Linked DNA regions of Ovis aries: region 1 is linked to region 2. A link is a contact called in public Hi-C data. All regions are on one chromosome and are shown on one strand. Each heading gives the region's core, a stretch centred on a gene start, on an enhancer-like site or on the middle of the called end of the contact. The rest is flanking DNA. Distances are from core to core; before and after follow the strand shown.

The links. A called contact is a pair of places that touch in the nucleus more often than the background predicts.
Region 1: a Hi-C map of liver shows a contact between it and region 2, with 2.5 times the contacts expected there. The contact joins two enhancer-like sites. A contact is called at or near these places in 5 of 16 Hi-C or Micro-C datasets (liver, mesenteric adipose tissue, muscle and 1 more).

The regions. Positions count from the first base shown.
Region 1 is chr25:34,338,618-34,344,234 of ARS-UI_Ramb_v3.0, reverse strand. It overlaps ANXA11 (annexin A11), which reads right to left. Exons shown (of 15, transcript XM_060406544.1): 12 at 4,088-4,181; 13 at 1,678-1,773; 14 at 616-674; 15 at 1-416. Among named protein-coding and RNA genes, the nearest start is that of PLAC9, 21 kb to the left of the region's middle. Within about 2 kb of position 1,459, at least 25 of the 54 cell types and tissues checked have an H3K27ac peak or open chromatin away from gene starts, as enhancers often do. A contact at or near this core is called in liver and muscle, where this site is marked.
Region 2 is chr25:34,171,163-34,177,259 of ARS-UI_Ramb_v3.0, reverse strand. The region is part of intron 3 of ZCCHC24 (zinc finger CCHC-type containing 24); the gene reads left to right. Among named protein-coding and RNA genes, the nearest start is that of PPIF, 19 kb to the right of the region's middle. Within about 2 kb of position 4,634, at least 14 of the 54 cell types and tissues checked have an H3K27ac peak or open chromatin away from gene starts, as enhancers often do. A contact at or near this core is called in liver and muscle, where this site is marked.

The sequences.
Region 1 (5,617 bases), core at 210-2,709, 170 kb before region 2:
ATGCTGACTGTGGACCCTCCTCTGCCAGCCACCTGCTCAACAGCAGCTGTGCTGGATGCTGGGATGTAGGGTGGGGCGAGAGCAAGGTCAAGACCCTCCCTGCCGTCAGGAGCTGACAAGCTGCTGCTGTGCGTGCAGAGGAACAAGGGAAAACTGAAGAGGGTGAGTAGAGGACCACAGGCGAGATGCCCATGCTTGGCTGAGGCCAAGCCCATGGCGCTGTGAGGAGGAGGAGCAAAGGGGATGGGGGAGCGGCCAGGGAGACAGCCCAGACGGCCCCCAGAGGCCCGTACCGTGATATCGTGGTACAGCGACTTGCCATACAGCCGCTTATACTCCGCTCTGATGTCCAGGAGGTCGATCTCGCTGCGAGACACCATGATGCGGATCAGGGTCCGGTCTTTGGTTCCGGCTCCCTAAAGAGAGTGGCCCAAGGGCATGAGCTGTGGACCTCCTCACCATCCAGTCCCCACCTTTCCTGGGCCCCAGGCCCCTCCCCGCCCTCTCTGGAGGAAGGCTGGCTCTCCTCAAGCTTCCTCCCCTGAGTAAGGTCCCAATCACAGAATGGGCTGAGGCACCCCCCTCACCCAGACCCTGCACCTGGGGATTACCTACCCTCATGGCCTTGTTGAGCCTTTCAGCAAAGAAGGCTGGGGTATTCTTAAGACATTTCACTGGAAGAGAGAAACAAAGCATAAGCTGATCTGCAGAAAACTCAGTCTAGCGGGGCATGGAGCCCATAGCCTCCTCTCAGAAGGCCGGCTGTCCATCAAACAACCTCTGCATCCATCTTCCTCCCCCCTCATCTCCTTCAGGCTCAATTATCCCACGATCCTGGCTCCAGCCCTCTGGAATAGAAACATGCAGAGCCTGGACACCAACGCAACCCCTTTCCTGATAACCAGTGTGATGGAGGAAGTTGTGTAGGGACGGAATGTGGACGGTGGTTAGGAGCCATACGGCTGCTCGAGCAGGAGGGGCCCCGCTGGGGATGGCGTGGTCCTTGGGGGGAAGGATGTCTGAGCAGAATGAATGTCCAACTGGGGTTCTCAGGCCATGACACCTACCATGGGGGACACAGGGAACCTGCCCCGCTCGGAGAGCTCCCAGAAAAGCAGAGCAGAGACAGACAGCCCGTGAGAGTCCCAAGTGGGTACAAAGAGGGGCCACACCCTCAGGTGGAGGGCTGGGGGAGGACTGGCCTGGAGCGTGCCAGGCCCTGCTCTGGAGGGCAGAACCCAGGCACCGTGGGAGGCGCACAGCGTCCTGGGAGCTACGCCAGCTTTCCTCAGCCAGGGCCTGTTTTGCTGTTGCAAGTAAAAAAAAGCCTTTCCACGTGTTTCCATCACAAACATCTGACAACTGCCTGCAGGGATGTATTTTTAGAGAAGACTTGGCAGGATATGAGTCATCTTCCTCCCGGAGAGCGGCTGGTCGTGCTCCCACTGGTGCTCACACTGCAGCTCCCTCCCGGGGCTGGGCTTGAAATATAAACAAGACCGCTGGGGGCACAACTACACAGTGATCCAGGAAGCAGCCTGATTTCCCACTGCGTAGGCAGCTGGATTTAACAATCTTGGACCCTTTCACTATGCTCGTCCTCAACCACAGGGTGGATGAGCACCCAGAAAACTCACAACACACCCCAGGCCCCAGGGGGCGGGCTGAGACACCTACCCACAGCCAGCATGCCCTGCTCCAGGTCCCCAGACATCTCCCGGCAGATGCTCTTCTCAATGTCACGTCCTGTCATTCTCTGATACTCGTTAAAAACTAGTGGGAAGACAGAGGAACACATTATGAACTGAATTCTGTCCCTGACGCTTGCCCCAAATTCTTGCGTTGAAGTGTCCCAACTCCCAGGACTTCAGAATTTAAACTGTACTTGGAGATAGTCTTTAAAGAGGTAATTAAGTTAAAATGAGGCCCTCAGCATGGGCCCGGATCCAATCTGACTGGTGTTTTTATAAGAAAAGGAGATTTGGATACACAAGCAAACACCAGGGCTGCAAACACAGAGCTAAGAGCATGCTCAGACACAGCAAGGAGGGGCCACGTGCGAGCCAAGCAGAGAGGCCGCAAGAAAAACCCTCACTGCCGGCACCGTGATCTTGGACTTCTGGCCTCCAGAACTGGGAGAAAACAGATTCCTGCTGTTTAAGCCACCCGGCCCGTGGTATTTTATTACGGTAGCCCGAGCTGACTCGGACAGGACGCGTGGTGAGAGCTCTGCCTCCTCCCAGAGCTCGCCTCTCCCACTCTGCTCCTGGCACCCGAGGCAGTCCCGGTGACCACGCTGGCCCAGCTCTCAAGTCTGCCGGTTCTTCACCCGAAGGCAAGTGCATTCCCCCGCCCCCCAGCCTGCTCACTCAGTCCCCTTACCTGCACCTCAATCCCCTGTCCAGGAGCCCTGACACCAATACGCTCTGCTCAGATTCACCACCTCCAATCCCGGCCCTTCCCCGTCATTCTGTGTCGGTCTTTCTTCATCTGACTGTAAGCTAACACAACTCTGGCATCCCAGCCTGCCCTGGGTTGGGCTGAGCACCCATGGGAAGCGGGCTGTGGGTTCCGAGAGGCAGGTGGAGCCATGGAGACCCGGGTCCTGACCTGAGCTCTGCCCCAGGATAGGACCCCCTTCCCCGGCCAAGCTCTCGGTTTCTCTGTTCTCCAAACTGCTGTCATTCAACTCGCGTGTCAGCATCATGGCTTCTCCCACCTCTGGACCCAACTCAGATCAGCTCCTCTTTTCTCCCGACTAGTATCATTCATGCAGCCCTGATGCGCTGTAAACATATCTCATGCTTATTAAAATGCACAGTGACCAAGACGAGCATGCGTGCGCACTTGCTCCACTGCAGGACAGTGCTGTGGAGGCAGGCAGCCCGAGGGCAAGCCCCAGCTCTGCCACGTTACCAGTTGGCTGCCTGAATTCCCCAGCTGCCCTTCACCCCATTCCTCATCTGTAAAGCGGGAGAATGGCGTCCACTGGCATTCATTAAAGGCTCGGTGCACGCACACAGTGGGTGCTGGAGATCCCAGCCCGCTGCTAGGTGTGGTCACCGTTCTCCATCCTCACCTGCCCTCTTCAGCGCTGACACTGCTGGCCTCTAGGACACCCCTTTCTCGGGGTGTCCCTCCTACGTCTCCTGCCCTGGCCGGAGCCCTGTCCTCAGACCGCTGTGCTCCCTCCCAGGGGGACCACTTGCAGTCCCAGGGCCTCAAACTCCTTCGACCCACTCAGCTCCCAAACTTCCACCTCTAGCCAGACCTCTCCAGAGCTCCGGGCTCACAGACCTAGTGGCTTCCACGGCATCTGTGGCTCCTGACCCCCTCCCCTCCTTAAAGCCTTCCACTCTCGGTCAAGGGCCCTGCCCTCTCCCACTGGCTCAGCAGGGACAAATCCCAGGGTCCTTTCCCTCTCTCACACTCCACAGCCAATTCATCTGCAAACAGGGCCAGAATCTGACCCCTGCTCACCACCTGCTCCTACCAGCTGTCCACACCACCATCACTCCTCCCCTGGACTGACTGCGGCCGTCTCCTAACTGGTTTCCTTCTTCACCAGAGACCTCGCCACTCTTCTCAGTACACGTGCCAGTACACTTGCAAAACCTAAGTCAAATCACAGCCCTCCCTCACACCGAGCCCTCCGCCGGCTCCCTGTTTTATTCAAGACAGACATCTAAGTCCACGCAACTGTCAGCAGGGCTTCCTCCTGTACAGCACAGGGCACTGACAGAAAAATGTATACAGGTGTAAAACCGATTCGCTTTGCTGTGCAACAGAGATTGGCACAACACTGAGTCAACTATATTTCAATTAAAAAAAGAAATTAAAAACTGCTCCCAAACAAACTCTGAAATTCCACATTCTAGCAGGTAAAGATACCCACCATCAGGAGGCCCCCCTTTCTCTCACCTTCCTTGCTTTCCTCAGAACCAGATTCCAGCACAGGCAGGAAACACGCTGATAAAATCCTGCAAATCACCACTAGGGGGCTCTTTCAAGGAAGCGAAAGGCCCACGCAGCGAGGAACTGCCAAAGGTTTCTGTTTCCTGGCACAGGGCAGCCAGCACAGCCTTACCTGCCACCAGGTGGGCCCGGCTCCGGGAGCACAGAATCGCATTGAACTTGGACTCATCTGTTCCCAGGCGGTTCTCCCCGGCTGCATAGAGCTCCTGGACAGAAGATGGACAGATAGGCATGCAGGCCTCACCCCCGACTCCAGGCCCACGTCACCTAGGACAGCTGGGCAGAATTTCTGGGCCCTGAAGCCCAGAGGGGAGGGAGAGGGGGACAGGGTCCCAGCTGAGTTCCATTCACTGTGCTAAGGCAGACGCCATCCACACATCCCCTGGGCCGGGAGAGCCTAGGCCACTGGGGTCCAGGACAGGCAAGGAACCAGGGGGCAGCAGCACAAAGGAAAACACAGGCTTGAGTTCTAGCTCAGCTGCCCTCTTGCCACGGGACTCTAGGCAGGTCATTGGCCCTCTCTGTGTTCTCTGCTCTAAAGTGGGAAGACTGAATTAGATTCAGGGCCACCAACCTGAAAGCCCAAAGGGGCCACTGGGTAACTTAAATGCAGGAATCAGGGCAGTTTAAGGCCAGAGAGTGGTTGGGACCGTGGGGACTACACAGAGGTGCTTCTCAGCTGAGAAGAGGACAGAGAAACAAGGCTCACAGCCCGCAGATCCACTTTCCACGTAGTGGTTTAGTTGCTAAGTCGTGTCCAACTCTTACAAGCCCGTGGCCCGCCAGGTTCCTCTGTCCCTAGAATTCTCCAGGCAAGAATACTAGAGTGATTGCCATCTCCTTCTCCAGGGGATCTGCCCGACCCAGGCATCAAACCTGGGTTTTCTGCACCGCAGGCAGATTCTCTACCAACTGAGCTGGCAGGGGGCGCCAGAAATCCAGATGTCCATGTGAAATTTCTCACCTTTAAAGGCAGTTTCCCTATCTATAAGCGGAAACACAGAATAACGATATTACAATTGACAGATTGCAGTTATGGATGTGGGACTTTATGTGACAGGTGCCTGCCTATCATTTCATTGCATACACCATTTTATGTTTGTAAATGGGAAGAATTTGCAGTTTCTTCTTAAACTGCTGAAGGTCTAAGCTCAGTATATATGCCAACTGGTAACCTTTGAACCAGATGGCTCCAAAGTACCTTTCGAGCCTCAGGCAGCAGCAGCTCGTGGACTTAAAGGCACCAATATTTGAGGGCAGAAGGTGCCCATCAGGGGCTCAGAGACCCCACAAGTCAAGGTGAGGCCAAGCAGGTCCAGAACTAAGAAGGCAGAGTAGTCGGCACGAAAGCCTTCGACCAAGGCAACTTCTGCCTGAGCTAAGAAACGGCCTGGCCAGGGAACAGCAATGGGAAAGTCCCCACTGGGCAAGGACAGAGCCTGGGGCTTTAAGGATGTCCAGCCTCAAGTTCAGTTATGGAAATGGGGGTCCCAAGCCAGGGAGATGTTAAGGAGGGGACCGGGACCAGGGCAGGGGCAGGCGCTGTCTGGGCACAGGGAATGAGCGAGGCGTCTGGGCCTCTGTCTAGACTCTGCCTCCAGGTCTCTCGGGACACAGCTCCGCCTTCCTGGGCCTCAGTGTC
Region 2 (6,097 bases), core at 3,385-5,884:
CTCTCATTTACAAAGCCGGGTTGATGATTCCTACCTCCCCAGGGGACGGGGAGGCTTCTTGGCGCTCACACTGGCCAGGGCCATGCTGTCCCAGCTAGCGGGAGGGATCACCTTCCCAGTGAGAAGCCCTATTTTTATTGTTATGTTACCCTTCCTTTCTCCCGGGGGGTAGCTGGCTTGTCAGAGCTGAGTCACTTGATTTTTGCCCCAACATTATGCCTCTGTGGGGGGAAAAAAAAAAATCAGACCATGAAATGGGCCTGAAATTCAGTGTTTACCACAGCTCAAGGACACCCAACCTGTGTCCGGTTGCCTTTTGTTCTCAAATGAAAATGCTTTGTACAACTGAGGAGTTACAGCGAAGTGTTTATCAGGGGTCCAGGGAGTGAGACGAAGAGAGGGAGTGAGTGTGTGTGCAGCCAGAGGGCTGCAGGGCAGGTTTGTGGGGGAGGCCATGCCCTCTGAGCACTTAAGAAGAGAGTATTTGCTCCAGCCTGAGCCCCATAGCCGCCTCCTTCCGGCCGCAGGGATAGAGTGCAGGTCCCTGGCTGTGAACATGCGCAGCGCCCGCCCCTGAGGAGGCCCTCCCGGCTGCTCCCTGCCTGCTCCATGGTGTCAAGGTGAGCCAGTCACCCCGGCCCAGGGCTCTCCTTCCCAGAGGGGAAGCTGTTACTGTCAGTCAGACTAGTACCCTGCTAACGAGAACATTTATTTCTGTGGACGTTGCGCTGGTCTCTGCTGTGTGGACCGGGCTCAACACTTCCAGGGACCTGGCCCCATGGGGGGACCTTGGTCTCAGAGTGCCTGGGCTGCAGCTGTGGGGGAAGCCCACACCCTAGAAAGAACCCAGGCTCCAGACCCCTGGAGGCCAGGGCGTTCCACAGGTCAAGAGGGGAAGGGATATCACCCCAAACTGACCTTTCCAGTGGGCTTGTCCAGCTGGCAGCCGCTGCACCCCACCATCTGTACAGAGCCGGCCAGCGGGGGCTGGGCTCCCCTTGAGGCTGCCCTTCTGCACCACCCCCTCCGGTACTGTTTGGCTGAATTGGAGAGCTCTCTGGGCTCAGCGAGACCCACTGCTGTCCAGGCTGGTGCTGTAAGAATTAAGTGCTCAGAGGGCCTGGGTGCCCAGGAGACAAGAAAGTGTGTGGTTGTAGTACATTCAAAAGGGACAATCGCTTGCAGTTAGTAGGTCTAGCGATCCAGTTGGGAGATAACCGTGTTTACCCAATATGAAGTATTCAATAGTTCTACTTGTGAATTTGTATTTATTTTGAGTTATACTTGACACAGAATTCCTTTTCTTTTTTAAAGAAAAAAATAGTATGTGTGTATTTTGAAATGAAAATTCATGGATGTTAAAATTTCTGCATGGTTTCCAATTTTTCTCACAACACTGAATTTGTTACCTTCTCCCGAAAACTTCACAGTGATTTTTGTCTGTATATATTTGAGGGCTTTTTTTAAGAAAAAAAAAGAAAAAGAAAAATATGATTGCTTGATTTTTGAGGTTAAACAAAAAGAGGCATTTTCAAAACTTCAGAGCTTTCAGGAGGGCAATAGAATATCAAAGGAAGATTTCTGGAAGTATTTTTTGCAAACCTTCTGGTTGAGCTGCAAGAAAATATTTATGGTGAGAACTTTTCTCTTTTTCCTGTTTTTTTTTTTTTTTTTTGGTTTGGTTTTTTTTTTTGTTTTGTTTTTTTTTTACTATGCTTTGGTCTGTAAAAAGTCTGCAACTGAATTACATTAAGAAGGAAATATTGTCTACATAGAATATTATATGAAGTTGGTACATAATTCTGATGAGGAAAAAAAAATCTTTGCAATTCTTTAAGCCATATTATTGTTATTCTCTGTTGTTTTCCTTGGATGAAAATATCAGTATTAGGTAGCCAGCATATTATTCAAGTGCTTAGACTTATTCATGTGTTCCTGTCCTGTATTTATACATATGTGTATTTGGGAAAGTATTACTTTTTGTAAGGGAAGCTATTATTAGATACTTAGTGAAAAAGGGAATGGTGAACCCTTTGAGCCTCTTCAGCTGAGGATAGCACAGCATTAGAATCCATTCTCTTGCACCTTCTTAGTATTATCTTGTTATCATGGTTATTAATCTTGTGGGGGGTGGAAGCGAGCCAGGTTAGGAGGAGGTGACGTGTGACTACGTAGCCTCTCCATATGCCGGCCAGCTCCAAAGATGGCCTCCTTGGCCTGGTCCAGGGCTCCCAGTCAGCAGGGCCCAGGGAGGGAAGAGGAAGCAGGAGGGGGATTTCTCCGACCTCCCTCTTTGGAGCTTTGCCGTCTGAGCCATCCCTCAGGGCCCTGCGCTCTTTGAGCTTGGATTTGCCACCCAGAGCCCTGAGACCTGCCCTCCAGCATCTAACGGACTTGAATCTACTTGGAACAAATATTAAATCCAGCATCACTACACCATAGCCCAGAGTGACAACTAACCCTGACGTTTGGGAGGCGTCCGGTCTTAGGGAGCTCACCGCTCTCTGTTGTCAACGTCACCGTTCAACCTCCTCCACTCCTGTGTGGTGCCCCTGTCGGTGTCTGTATCTGTTAATATGTGTGTGTCCAGCTAAAAAGACAAACAGAACCCGCGGGCCAGCTCGGAGGGTGCGTGGAGAAGCCTCCCAACCTCTCCTGAGGGCTGCCCTTGGGATGGCATTCCGTCGTGTGCCTTATTCCTGGAGAATCTGTATACGGCCTGCCTATAGAGATATAGCCTTTTCATGCTCTATTAAAAGAACTTTGAAAAGCAAGAGAGGCTCCTGGGTTTCCTTGTCTACACAGAGCATCAGTGGGGAGCTGGACATTTTCACAGACACAGGAGGCCATGGGGGCGGGGGCCTTGGGGCTGCCCCTCTGGTCTCTGGGTGTCTGGGATGTCTTGTCTCACCTTGGCTCTACCCCGAGCATTCGCCTTCTCCCAGCCCCTCTGTCCCCAAGCAGACATTCTCCGGGGCGAGGGCCCTTCCCAGGCAGGGCCCCAGACTGGGCGAGATTGTCGGCACATTAGGTCACGGCTCGCTCTGCAGCGGGACTCCCGGTGACCATATATAGGAGTGAATCTTCCTTAGAGACGGCAGCCCCGGGCCTCCGCTGCAGCTCCCATTTGGCCTTCTCTCCAAGCGCAGGACTGGGGCCTCAGATGCCGAGTATCCCACAGTGAGCAGACTCAAGTGTCCGGGACCTCCTGGAAAGTCCCTGGGAGGGGAAACAGAGGGCCCTTCTTCTGAGCAAGGACCAGGCTGGGCTGTCTCGACGTGGGGCTCTCACCGAGGGCCACGGCTCACAGAGCCTGGAGCCACAGCCGAGTGAGCCTTAAGGAGCCCCCTGCATACGGAGCCCCTCCGCTCGGGGTCAGCGGCTTGTGGTTCTCAGCCTGACTGCTCACCAGCATCACCTGCGGAAGGCTTGATCCCACCCCATGGATGCTGAGACACGGACTTGGGTTCCCTGACGTTCTTAGAGTCCCTCATCAGTCCCACATGCACGCTTGAGAAGCACCAGGCTTGGAAATGGGCATTATGGTCCTGTGGGGCTGACAGGGATGGGAATGAGGAGACCATGGGCAAGGAGCTACACCTCCCCACAGGCCACCACATCCTCAGCTCTGTGCACTTGCTGCTAAGAATACACCGCCTGGGGTGTGGTGGGAAGTGGGTGGTAGGGGAGACTAGAAGTCCAGGTTGTTATGTGGAATTTTTAAATTTTGGCAACTAGTTTCCGACATGCAGTCCATGCCTCCAGACTGCAGCCTCTGAGATGGGGCAGAGAAAACAAGATGTAACTCCTTGGGATCAGGAAACACAGATGGGGAAGTGTGGGGAACAGGCAGGAACAGAGGTCCCTGACTCCAGAAACAGGATCCCTTGCCTTCTTTGGGGTGCACAGTGAATCCTGAAATCTATCAAGCCCTTTCCCCTTTTTGGCGCAAAGAAAGAATTCACTTTTGGGTGCCTGGCCTCAGGCTTCGTGAAATGGCAGCAGGGCAGATGGGCGTCATTGCAGCCCAGCAGTGAGCGGAGAGGGGATCCAGTCCGGAAAAGTGGGCAGGGAAGAGAATAAACCCCCAAATGAGGGCCTCTCCACCTGCAGCCCAGGGAGGGCTGCGCTCCCGGTGCAGGTCTAAGGACTCGGGGCCTGTCCATCTCAGTGGCCCTGTGCCCCGTGTCGTCGTGCTGGCTTCCAGATCAGTCCTGTCTCCCACAGCTGGGTGACCCTGAGCAGCTGCCCTGGCCTCTCTGAGCCGTGGCTTCCATGGGGATGTGCGGATAAGTCAGCCCAGCTTGGCAGCAGGGTGGTGGGTAGGAGGCCAGCACTGTGGATCACCTGCTCACACTGTCTGTGTGGCTCAGGCCAAAGGTCACACAGGGTGTCCACGGGGACACCAGGCCTCCAACCCAGGAAGCTGGTTCTCTTGTTCACTCGCCGAGCGACCCCGTCCTGGGCCTGAGGAGTCAAGTCTAAAACTCAATTTTCTGCCCTGTGTGTCCTGTGCACGCGCCCGTTGTTTTGCTTTGTTTTCTGTGGAAAGAAAACATCCAAGGCAAGCACAGCCTGCATTTCGACATCTCCTGGAGCCGTGGAAACCAGTAATTCCCCTGGACAGGAAGGATTTCCGGTTAGACTTAATGTCCACGTCCAGAAGCAGCTGGCGGCTGAGAGTAGAGAGAGCGGAGTCCATAGCAGAAAGGGGCGTCAGTGGACCCAGATGGGAGGGCCCAGCTCTGACCCACCCCTGCCTCTCTCCCCTTGGCGTCCCCCGCCACCCTCACACCCCTAGTTGAGGCCTCCAGAGAAAAGGGCTCGCTCGAGATCACTTGGGCGACAGAGCAGGATTTGAACCCTGAGGTATCACCGCCTGGTGCAGTGTTTCAGAGGCAGAGCCGGGGCTCAGCCCCGAGCAGCGTGCTGTGCCCACAGCTGCAGAGGACGAGGAGGGCTCCAGGGCAGAGGTGGTTTGGGGAGCGGGCAGCTCCAGCCTATGAAGGCCTTGGTGTAAGACACCAGACACAGGGAAGGGAAACCAGCCAGTTCCCCAGCGTGGAGCTGATGGAGACTATGTGCTCAACCGCCCCACCACCACCACCTCAGCACCAAAGGCCTTGGGGGCTCAGGGGACCCTCGTGGGGCCCAGACAAGGCTCCTAGCACCACCCTCTTCTTGAAACACATGCGTGGAGCCCCCGTGTCTTCATCTACGAGCTGGGGCACGTGGGACCGACCGCAGGCTTCAGAGGGCGCTCTGTGCCGAGGGCCCCTCCCCTCGCTGGCTCCCGCTGCCCTGGGCCCTGGCCTTAGGCACACGCCTCTCCTGTCCCTCGGGGCTCATATGTGCTCCTAACGGTCAAGGCAGGAGCCAGGGCAGAGAACAGTACAGCAGATGGGGAAACTGAGGCCTGGGGAAGGCCGCGATGCCCTAGACTGGCAGACGGGTCCTTCCATCTCCATGCCGTGTGCTTTTTCTGATTCCAGCCAGAGACTCCAGGTGCCTTTCCCCCAGCGTGCTCAGGCCTTCAGCAAACGACTAGGGGTGAGCCAGGGCTGGGCCCCGTGATGACCTGGGTGGGGAGTCAGGTCCTGCCTGCTCCCAGACAACTGGACCCCAGCTCCCCACAACCTAAGGTCGGGCATCCAGAGGCCACCCCAGCTGCTCCCTGGCCCGCCTCCCGCCTAGTGTTTGGAGGGGAGACGGGGCAAGAGAAGCTGACATGGAGGCGGTGACGACTGGGGAAGGGCTCCCGCAGCCAGAGGCAGGCGTTTGGTTGTTCCTGGAACTCTGGCTGGAGCCAGGAACAGCCTGTCCTCGGGCACAAAGGCCCCTCCTCACACCTCTCCACATTTCTGCAGAACGGTTAGAGGCTTGGGCTCGTGGTTTCCCATCTCTCTGTCACACACACACGTTCACATACCTCTTTGTACTTGCTTGCACTAACACATATCCACACACTGACACATGTGCACTCACACACTCTCAGACACACTTACACACACATACCACAAACATGCACGGCTGCAGCCCATTGGGAGTACTGAGGGGGTAGGGAGCCCCGAGGGCAGCCCCTCTCCCTGACTCCTGT